2 separate regions of the Danio rerio genome follow, and region 1 is linked to region 2. The links are chromatin contacts, called in public Micro-C maps. All regions are on one chromosome and are shown on one strand. Each heading gives the region's core, a stretch centred on a gene start, on an enhancer-like site or on the middle of the called end of the contact. The rest is flanking DNA. Distances are from core to core; before and after follow the strand shown.

The links. A called contact is a pair of places that touch in the nucleus more often than the background predicts.
Region 1: a Micro-C map of caudal fin shows a contact between it and region 2, with 6 times the contacts expected there. The contact joins the promoter of tlr5a here to the promoter of nfkbie in region 2. A contact is called at or near these places in 2 of 18 Hi-C or Micro-C datasets (caudal fin and an unstated tissue) and 1 of 4 datasets of contacts at active chromatin or transcription factors (embryo).

What each region holds. Positions count from the first base shown.
Region 1 is chr20:54,758,905-54,763,507 of GRCz12tu, reverse strand. tlr5a (toll-like receptor 5a) reads right to left here and starts at 2,851. Exons shown (of 2, transcript XM_001919017.8): 1 at 2,355-2,851; 2 at 1-1,876. The coding sequence starts at 1,866. The region is part of intron 28 of mia3 (MIA SH3 domain ER export factor 3); the gene reads left to right.
Region 2 is chr20:54,581,541-54,586,323 of GRCz12tu, reverse strand. It overlaps nfkbie (nuclear factor of kappa light polypeptide gene enhancer in B-cells inhibitor, epsilon), which reads left to right and starts at 1,646. Exons shown (of 6, transcript NM_001080089.1): 1 at 1,646-2,208. The coding sequence starts at 1,898.

The DNA of each region.
Region 1 (4,603 bases), core at 1,602-4,101, 180 kb before region 2:
ACTGGCACACGTCACATCCTCAATAGAGTGAACGAAGGTTATGTTGGTTTGATTTAGCCATGTTTGGAAATCCTTCAAGTCACAATCACATCGGAAATCGTTATTCATCAGGCTGAGGTAGCTGAGGGTGCTGAAGAGATTTGGATCTACTGAATAAATCGAATTATAGTCAAGATGAAGTACTTGAAGAGTTTTGGGGAATACATCAGTGGGGAGGTATTTCAAAGAGTTGAAAGACAAATCCAGAATGAGCAAAGATGTAAGGTCTTTGAAGATGTCTTTGGGAAGTGACTGCAGCAAGTTGGAACTCAAATGAAGCACTTCTAGCTGGTGAAGATCGTCAAACACGTTTAAACATTTTCCTTCTGACCAGATTACTTGCAAACCTGCAAATGATAGATCGAGGACTTGTATGTTTTGTGATAACACTTCATGGTTGTCTTGAGGGCAATAAAGAAGCTGATTTCCTCGAAAAACTACTTCCTCAATTTGAGGAAATTCATCTAGTATTGTGTAGAGCTCTGACATGGATGCTATTTGGTTAAACTGCAAGTCAAGGGTTTTGAGATGTTTGGCTATGTTGGGTATTTCGTACACATACTGAATGTTGTTGTCTCCTAAGTAGAGCTTTTCCAACTTCGGCAGAGTTGCGAATGTGTATACATGTCCAAGAGAATTTCCTGTTAGGTTTAGACTGAGTAGATTTGGAAGACCTTGAAATGACTGAGACCCAAGTCTCCAAATATGATTGTAAGACAAATCAAGCACCTCGAGTCCCTTGAGATTCTGAAATGTCCTAAAATCAATGTAGCCGAGGAAGTTTTTGGACAGGTTTAGCTTTAGCAAGTTTGTCATACCCAAAAATGCGTTGTTTTCAATCTTGTTGATCTGACTTTCTGCTAATGTGATTTGTTCTAGATCTGACAGATAACTAAATACAGAATATGTGAGAGAAAAAATGCTTGAATTGGACAGATCAAAACTCTTAATACCGCTCGACTTAAGACCACTGAATGTCGATTTGTCTGGATCTTTCGAATTATCGCCAGAAGATTTGCCGATTCTGTAAGTGTTACTGATGATGAGACTTTGGATTTTGGTACTGGAGATAGCATCAAAAAATCTCTTAGCCATGTCAACGTTAAAGCCGTTTCCAGATAGATCCAATGTGGTTATTGAAGTATTCTTAAATGGGTTTCCACATTTCTCCCATCCTAACCAGTACTCATTCATGTCTTGCAGTGTTATAGAGGACAGTCTGAGGAGTGTGAAATGTTTACCCTGAAAGTTCAGGAGGTCTTCCTCACAGATGCTCTTCACTTTGTTGAAAGTCAGATCCAGCACATGAAATCGCCTCATATTTAAAAAGAAAGACGCCGGTTGGACTCTCCGAATGTTGTTACGACTTAAATCAAGCATCTCAAGAGACATCAGAGGTTTGAGGAAGTTACCAGACAGTAGGGAGTCATCTAAACCGCATTGAGTGAGAGTGAGATTTTTAAGGTCGGATAATCCATTAAATGCTCCTGCATCTATTCGCAGGTGGTGGTTGTAGTCTAGCTGAAGTGATGTTAAATTAGAGAGCCTCATGAATGAATTGCGCCGGATCACAAGACCTGGTGTTTGGTGCATCAGGATGAGGACTTCTAGAGCTTCCAAATGAGAAAAGGATGTTTCATTGAGTTCAGCAATTCTGTTTTTACTCAAATCCACGTTAGTTATGTAAGTGGAAATCTTTGGCACCTCTTGAAGACCTCTGTCCATGCAGAAAGCGAAGTAGCCATCAGTTGAACACACTGAGGTGGATTTCACTGTTGGAGTCCAAATGAATAATAGCATCAGAAATAAAGTGTATGTAGCTGCCATTCTGGAATCTCTGTAGAAAATAAATGTGTTATAAAAATGAAGGTTAAAAAGATTCACCCTACAGTTTTTATTTGTTATTAATATTCAAGTATTTTTGCTTATGTGCTTGGCAGCAGAACGTGATGTTATTTACTTTTTGTGGCATTTGTTTGTGTCTATATTTATTAATAAAATGTCTGTTTCTGCTCACACAGCGAGGTCAGAAACAAATATAAAATACATCATAAATATAGTTAAAACCTCCAGGAATTAATACAAAATACATTTAAGATGTCCGCATTCAGCTGCTTCTGTTTAACTAGTTTATCTTACTAATTGTTTGCCAACTAGTTCAAGGTTCAGTGACTACACGTTCAATAAGGGGGAAAAACATGTTTCTAATTTAAACTTGGTTCATGAGATCTTACCACTGCTGACACGAGCAGTAATTTGAGATCTTTACAACAAGGTTTATTTAATAACAATCTAATAATAGTTTAGCGTCTTACCTGTTCGCCCATTAATCCATCGTGTTGCCCTGTTTATCCGTTTCTGCAGTCATTTGATACTGAATACTTCACAGATGTGCGCGGGTTTCTCTTGTTCTCTCTTCCTTCGTTTGGTCTGTTTCCCAACTTTTCTGAAATAGGAAATAACTTTCTGACCCTGTGACTCATTTTCCGGTTAGGGATTCTTCAAGTGCGAGTAAGCAAACAATCACGGATTTGTGAGAGATTCAGAACATTTACAAGCCTTTTTTTCGTTTTCACCTCACCCAAACAAACACTGCTCAACCCGCGCGGTAAGACTGCAAGCTGCAGTATGCAGTACACACGAGCAATCAGAGCTAAAATATGCACTTTTATATCATTATAAAACAATATAAAGAACAGCGAATGTTGCTGTCATTTTTGTTGTCTTACCAGTCTAATAAATAGACAACCTTGCCATCCTATGGAGACAAAGGATTAAATTTGTCGTGTAGCTACGCATAAATGTTGATACTAATTTAAATATTAACGGTTTTTTAAAAACGTTGCTTTTTAAAAACTAGTTTTTTTAACTGCCCCAGGAAAACATGTTTGGATTGCATTTAACCCCTAATGTCGCTAGTTAACACACTCAATGCACTTTCTTTCAAGATATCCCATAATTTCTAATACATCAGCCTCTACCAAATAGTCGAAATGTCGGTTTATTGTAAAAGTACTGCAATTATTGCATTTACTATGGCAATCAGAAAGTATAAGACCAATTTATACAAAAACATAATCAAGATAAAACATTTTGAATACTAAATTATCTTTATTTTTTGAGGTTTGCCATAAAATATTTTAGATTTTCATTTAACATGTTTTTTTTTTCTCAATAAAACCAAAATCAAGTGTAGTAGTGCAACAGGATTATGTTTAATTAAAAAAAAAGTATTTATTTATTTATTTGTTTTGTAAACCAAAAATGCTGTGTAAACCATTAATAAAAACAGTCATTATTTAAAACAGTCAAAATATGGTCAACCATAGGTAGAGCAGGCAGTTAAATAGTTAACTGACTTACCTGTGAAAACAAGTGGTCAATTAAATTATGTGAAACTAAAAAATCAAATATAAACACAAACTTTTAAAAAATCTTGAACGTGTTTTTACATATATTGCTGTATGTAATGAAAATGTTCATGTTCAGTTATTAAAAACAATAGACTATAATCATCATTCAACACCATGCAGGAAGAAATGAAATTGTGTAACTATGCAAGTCGACACAAAGAAAGCTTTGGTTTTTGATTGCATAACAACCCAACTTAATCTGGGGATATTTTGAAACCAAGTTCCTGTGTGTGGCTGAAGAACCTGTTCTTAACGTTACAAGTGTCAAAAATAAATATTTTTTTAAGTACAATAAAAGTACTACTTGTGGTCGCAATTACAGTTCGCAAGGAGGTTCTATCTATCTATGAAAATCTGAGCTTCTTTATTTAGTAGCAAATGTTTAAATCTCTGACCTCAGCTTGCTTCACGAAAACAGAAGGTGAGTTTAAAGGCTGTTTGGACAGCTATCTTTGCACAAGATGTCACTGAAAGATTGCTTTCTGTACACATGGAGCATAATGCAGAATGCTAATATTAACTTTGCAATGTTGTCTTTTCTCAGAGTTCCCTATTAAAATGAAGGGATCATAACAGGAAATGAGGGCAGATGGCAATGTGAGGTCAACCAAAGATACATTCAGTAAGTTTTTGAAGGAACAACATGTACTTTTAGTTTTCTGAATTGAGAAAATTGTATTCAATATTACATACAGTGCTCAGCATGATTGAGTACAGCCCATTTTGAAAATGAATGCTTATCCATTTCTCAGTCAATATAGGCAATGTATTTTGGTGCATCTAAATAAAACATTTATTAAACAGATATATTAATGAAAATAATACTTTAGTCACCAAACATATTTAGATATTAAAAAGATAATGCAATTAAATTCAAGCTAAATATTGCATAAATAATTACAACCTACAAAATCTTAACTAAATAATTTATTATTGCTTCTCTTGATTTTTAAACTTGTATTTGATATTTTTCTATAACATATAATTTGTTGTACTAGTTTTTGGAGTTATTTTGTAAGATAAGCTCCAGATATTGGCTTCAATACTGACTAATATATATGCACAAATATAATATCGTATAGCTTCCTATTAAAAAATTATTTAAGGGAAATTTGTGAGGGGTGTGCTTATATATGCTGAGCACTGTGTTT
Region 2 (4,783 bases), core at 397-2,896:
CATACACCAGAATAAAAAAATAATTGCATCTAAAATAAATGTTTGTTTTGACATTTGTGTGTGCCGGCCACTTTATTAGGTACAACGTACTAGTTCCGGGTTGGACCCCCTTTTGCCTTCAGAGCTGCTTTAATCCTTCGTGTCAGAGATTCAACAAGCTACTGGAAATATTCCTCAGAGATTTTGCTCCATATTGACATGATAGCATCACGCAGTTGCTGCAGATTTGTCGGCTGCACATTCATGATGCCAAACCCCCGTTTCGCCACATTCCAAAGGTGCTCTATTGGATTGAAATCTGGGCACTGTGGAGGCCATTTGAGTACAGTGAACTTATTGTCATGTTTAAGAAACCAGTCTGAGATGATTCACGCTTTATGACATGGTGTGTTATCCTGCTGGAAGTAGCCATCAGAAGATGAGTACACTGTAGTCATAAAGGGATGGACATGGTCAGCAGCAATACTCAGGTGTGCCAAGAAAATATGCCCCACACCATTACACCACCACCACCAGCCTAAATTGTTGATACTAGGCAGGATGTATCCATGCTTTCATGTTGTTGAAGCCAAATTCTGACCCGACTATCAGAATGTGTCAGCAGAAATGGAGACTCATCAGAGCAGGCAACGTTTCTCCAATCTTCTATTGTCCAGTTTTGGTGAGTATGTGTGAAAAGTAGCCTCAGTTTCCTGTTCTTGGCTGACAGGAGTGACACCCGGTGTGGTCTTCTGCTGCTGTAGCCCATCCGCCTCAAGGTTGGACGTGTTGTGTATTCAGAGATGCTCTTCTGCAGACCTCGATTGTAGCTTATTTGAGTTACTGTCGCCTTTCTATCAGCTGGAACCAGTCTGGCCATTCTCCTCTGACCTCTGGCATCAACAAGGCATTTGCGCCCACAGAACTGCCGCTCACTGGATATTTCCTCTTTGTCGGACCATTCTCTGTAAACCCTAGAGATGGTTGTGCGTGAAAACTTAAATCCCCTTTCTTCCCCATTCTGATGCTCGGTTTGACCTGCAGCAGATCGTCTTGACCATGTCTACATGCCTAAATGCATTGAGTTTAGAAAATTGTGTTAACGAGCGGTTGGACAGATGTCCCTAATAAAGGGGCCAGTGTGTTTGTATTTTATATAAATATACATAAACATTTTCTCAAATATATGCAAATAGTTATTAAATATATGCATAAATATATAGTACATCTTCTTAAATTATGTCAAAACAAACTTTTTTTTTGGATTTCTGCCCAACACAAATATATATATATATATATATATATATATATATATATATATATATATATATATATATATATATATATATATATATATATATATATATATATAAACAACGTGATTCTGTGCAATCTGGGGAAATCCAGTCCATTTAAAGTACTGTCGCAATTCAGGGTTTGTGAAGGCTTTAGAACCAGTCAGGTCAAGTCACAGGTGCTTAAAGGAAGTGACTGGGATCCCAAAATCAAGAGTCTACGGTCTTTCAGGAGATTCCATGGGGTTGTCATGTGTACTTGCACTGGAATCTGGATCTCTCATGAAAGTTTTGCCACTCCCAGTGGGGAATTCCCACTGTAGAATTAAAAGCCGCTTTGACTCCGCCTACAGCATCGCTTCCCCATGCTCTTCACATTACCGTCTGCTCTTTTGGCATAAGTTTCATTACTAAGTCTGCTAGTCTACACTTTAGCTCAAACTCGCGCGTAAATAAACCAAGCAATCATATAAAATACATCTGTAATTGGACTATTTGAGGATTCATCAGTGGTGGGATGAGAAACAAAAGCGAGTGTCTCTGGTGTCATAATGTCACGGTGATTTCTTTACGTGCTTTTATTGTTTTTCTGCTAAATTGACGATACGCATCGAAGCTTCGAAATGTCGCGGAGCGGCGGCGGCGACCAAGATGGCAAACCCGATCTCGACGAAAATCGGATCGACTCCGGAATCGACTATGCACCCAGAGAACCCAGAGAACAGTTTCCGAGTCTGGCCAACTCTGAGGAGAAGGATAAACACAGTACAGATGAGCGACTGGACTCTGCTTACGGCTCTTCGTCTCTAACAGTGGACAGTTTGGGGGATTTTATCGAAGAATGCCGCATTTCTAAATGTGAAAGCGCGACGGAATGTCAATACACTGAAGAGGAAGTGAATTTCTTAACCACTGTCACTGAAGATGGAGACACGTACGTTAAATCTTCATTGATACGTTCAAATGTATCGCCTGGGTGCACTTTAAATGAGTTTGAATGTCTAAACATTGAGTTTTATTTACAGTTTTAAGTGAGGTGCTTACGTTAGGTGTTGATTCGTTGCGCGCCGCGGAGTGATATTGAGAATAGATCTTCATTGACATGTTGAAATATATAACCGGCGTTATATATTGTTAATTATTAAATTAAATTAATTTTAATGTGTAAATATGGGTTGTTGTGAGTTTTGTAAACTAGTTTTAAGCAATAAGGTCCTACTAATATTAAGTTTTGATCATGCCGCGGAGAAATTTTATTTATTTTGTAAACGCATCCTATTCGTTTTTTATGTATTTATTCATTTATTTACATAAAAATGCACGCATTCTGTATTACAACAATATGAAATACACAATTTTGTGGTTAATCTCAAGTGTGTAAATTCTTCACTGCAATATAGTGCGTGTTGTTGCTACACTTAATAATATTTGATCAGTGATAACAGGTGTTTGGTTAATAATTAATTCCGATGTTGTTTCAGTGTTGAGAAACTACTGAAATATTGTGACAGTTATGTCATTAGATACATATTCTCTGTTTACATGCAGCACTACTTGCATCACTATTTTATGCATGTTATATTAGGGACTATATTTTCCAGCGGAAGGATTGTGTTTATTCAATAAGTATTTTGCTGATCCTTATTTTAAAGACGCATTCATGTTCATATACAAACCAACAAGGGACTTTACAGTGTTTTATTGTGAGTGGGTTGCGGTCTGTTTTTTGGACTCAATGGGTTAATTTTAATCCCCAACAAAGCAAGACTAAGAATATGCTAAACGAAGAAAGATGGCTTTACACTCTACAAATGTCCACTGTGGCATGATTATAAAGTCTTAACACGATCAAACAAGTTTCATTTTAATTTAACATGCCTTAAACATTTAATAAATGTTATATTAAGCTGATTAGAAAGGCTTTGTGCATGAAAAGAAGTTAGAATACTGTAAAAAAAAATGTAAGTGAATATTTTTTTCTATGTTGCTTTAACTTATTTTAATAGGTTTGAAGTACATTTTTAAAGTTATACACAGTTATATTTTTATTCAATTTAATTGATGTAAATTCAGATGACTAGACAAGTTATTGTGATTCAACTTAAAAAATGAAGACAGCAAGACTTTTTTTATTTACAGTGACATAACTTTAATAATAAGGGTAAAGTTTTAAATTATGATGGCAGGACTATATCATCATCCTTTTTTAAGTGCAAGAAAACAAATAAGCTCTCCTTTCAATGCATGCACATTCATTTGTATGCATTTTTTAAAATTCATTCCAATTGAAACATGATTTAAAATAGCTCATTCTTCCTTTTTATTTCAGTAAGCGTCAAGAATTTTGCTAGTGCATTCTTTAAAACAACGTTGAGTGATTTGTTTAAGTTGGCTGAGTGACACATGCTCATATGACAGATGCAGGTTTGATCACAGTAGCAGGCTTTTCTGTGTTAACACTGCAGTCAGTTAACAGACGTCTAGAAACTGGATCTGCCGTTTATGGCGCATGAGAAGCAGAAAGCAGAAGTATGCAGACAAGCGTGGAATTCCCCCTCATTGAGTCAGAAAACACGCTCTGATGGCAGCGCTTTTGAAAAGTGCAACGCTTTAAACGCGCACATTCATGTGATTTTTAATGCTTTTAGAGCACGTGTCGTGTAATAAACATGTTTATGCAAGCACTGACCTTTACACCAGTTAGTGGTTGGGTCTGTAACGTATGTGTTCAAAAACAAGTGGGCACGCACACACGCATTCTGGTTAATGTCAGCCTGCTTTCAATTCAATTCTGCACTGTTTTCATAGTGAAGGTGGTGGTATGATTGTATTTTGAGAACGTCTTGATTCACTTTGAGTCATGCTATTGGTTTTAGGTGCTGTTGCAAGAACAAAACTCCATTGTCTTTTTTTTTTCCTGAGTGTCATCAGAGTAAAGAAAAGTCACAGGCCGTATAAAATCCCCAGGAAGTGTCTAGAACTGAGTGTTGTCCCGCTCCAGCAATGCACTTTCATTATTGGGGTTGAAGGTAGTGGTTTTATAAGCATTGCAAACATCGTAAATATGAGCCTTTCAGAGTATAGTTGACGTAACAAATGAAGTGTTTATAATGGGATGCATGCATTTCTGATTATACAGCTACTTTAATGTTGGTAATTGTTACTTGCATGTTTTAAACAGTTATATCCTGTGCTTAAAGGCACTCTATGTCAGATTTTTTTATCTTTGGCATGATGAGAGTACATAATATTTGACTAGATATTATTCAAGATACTAGTATAATGGATTTTAAAGGCTTACCTTAGTTGATTAGGGTAATATTAGGGTAATTAGGCAAGTCATTCTATAACAGTGGTTTGTTCTGGAGACAATCCAAAACAAATATAGCTTAAGGGGGCTAATAATATTGACCTTAAATAGTTTTTAATAAATAAAAAAAACTGCTTTTATTCTAGCCGAAATTAAACGAATAAGACTTTCTCCAGAAGAAAGAATATTATAGTTAATA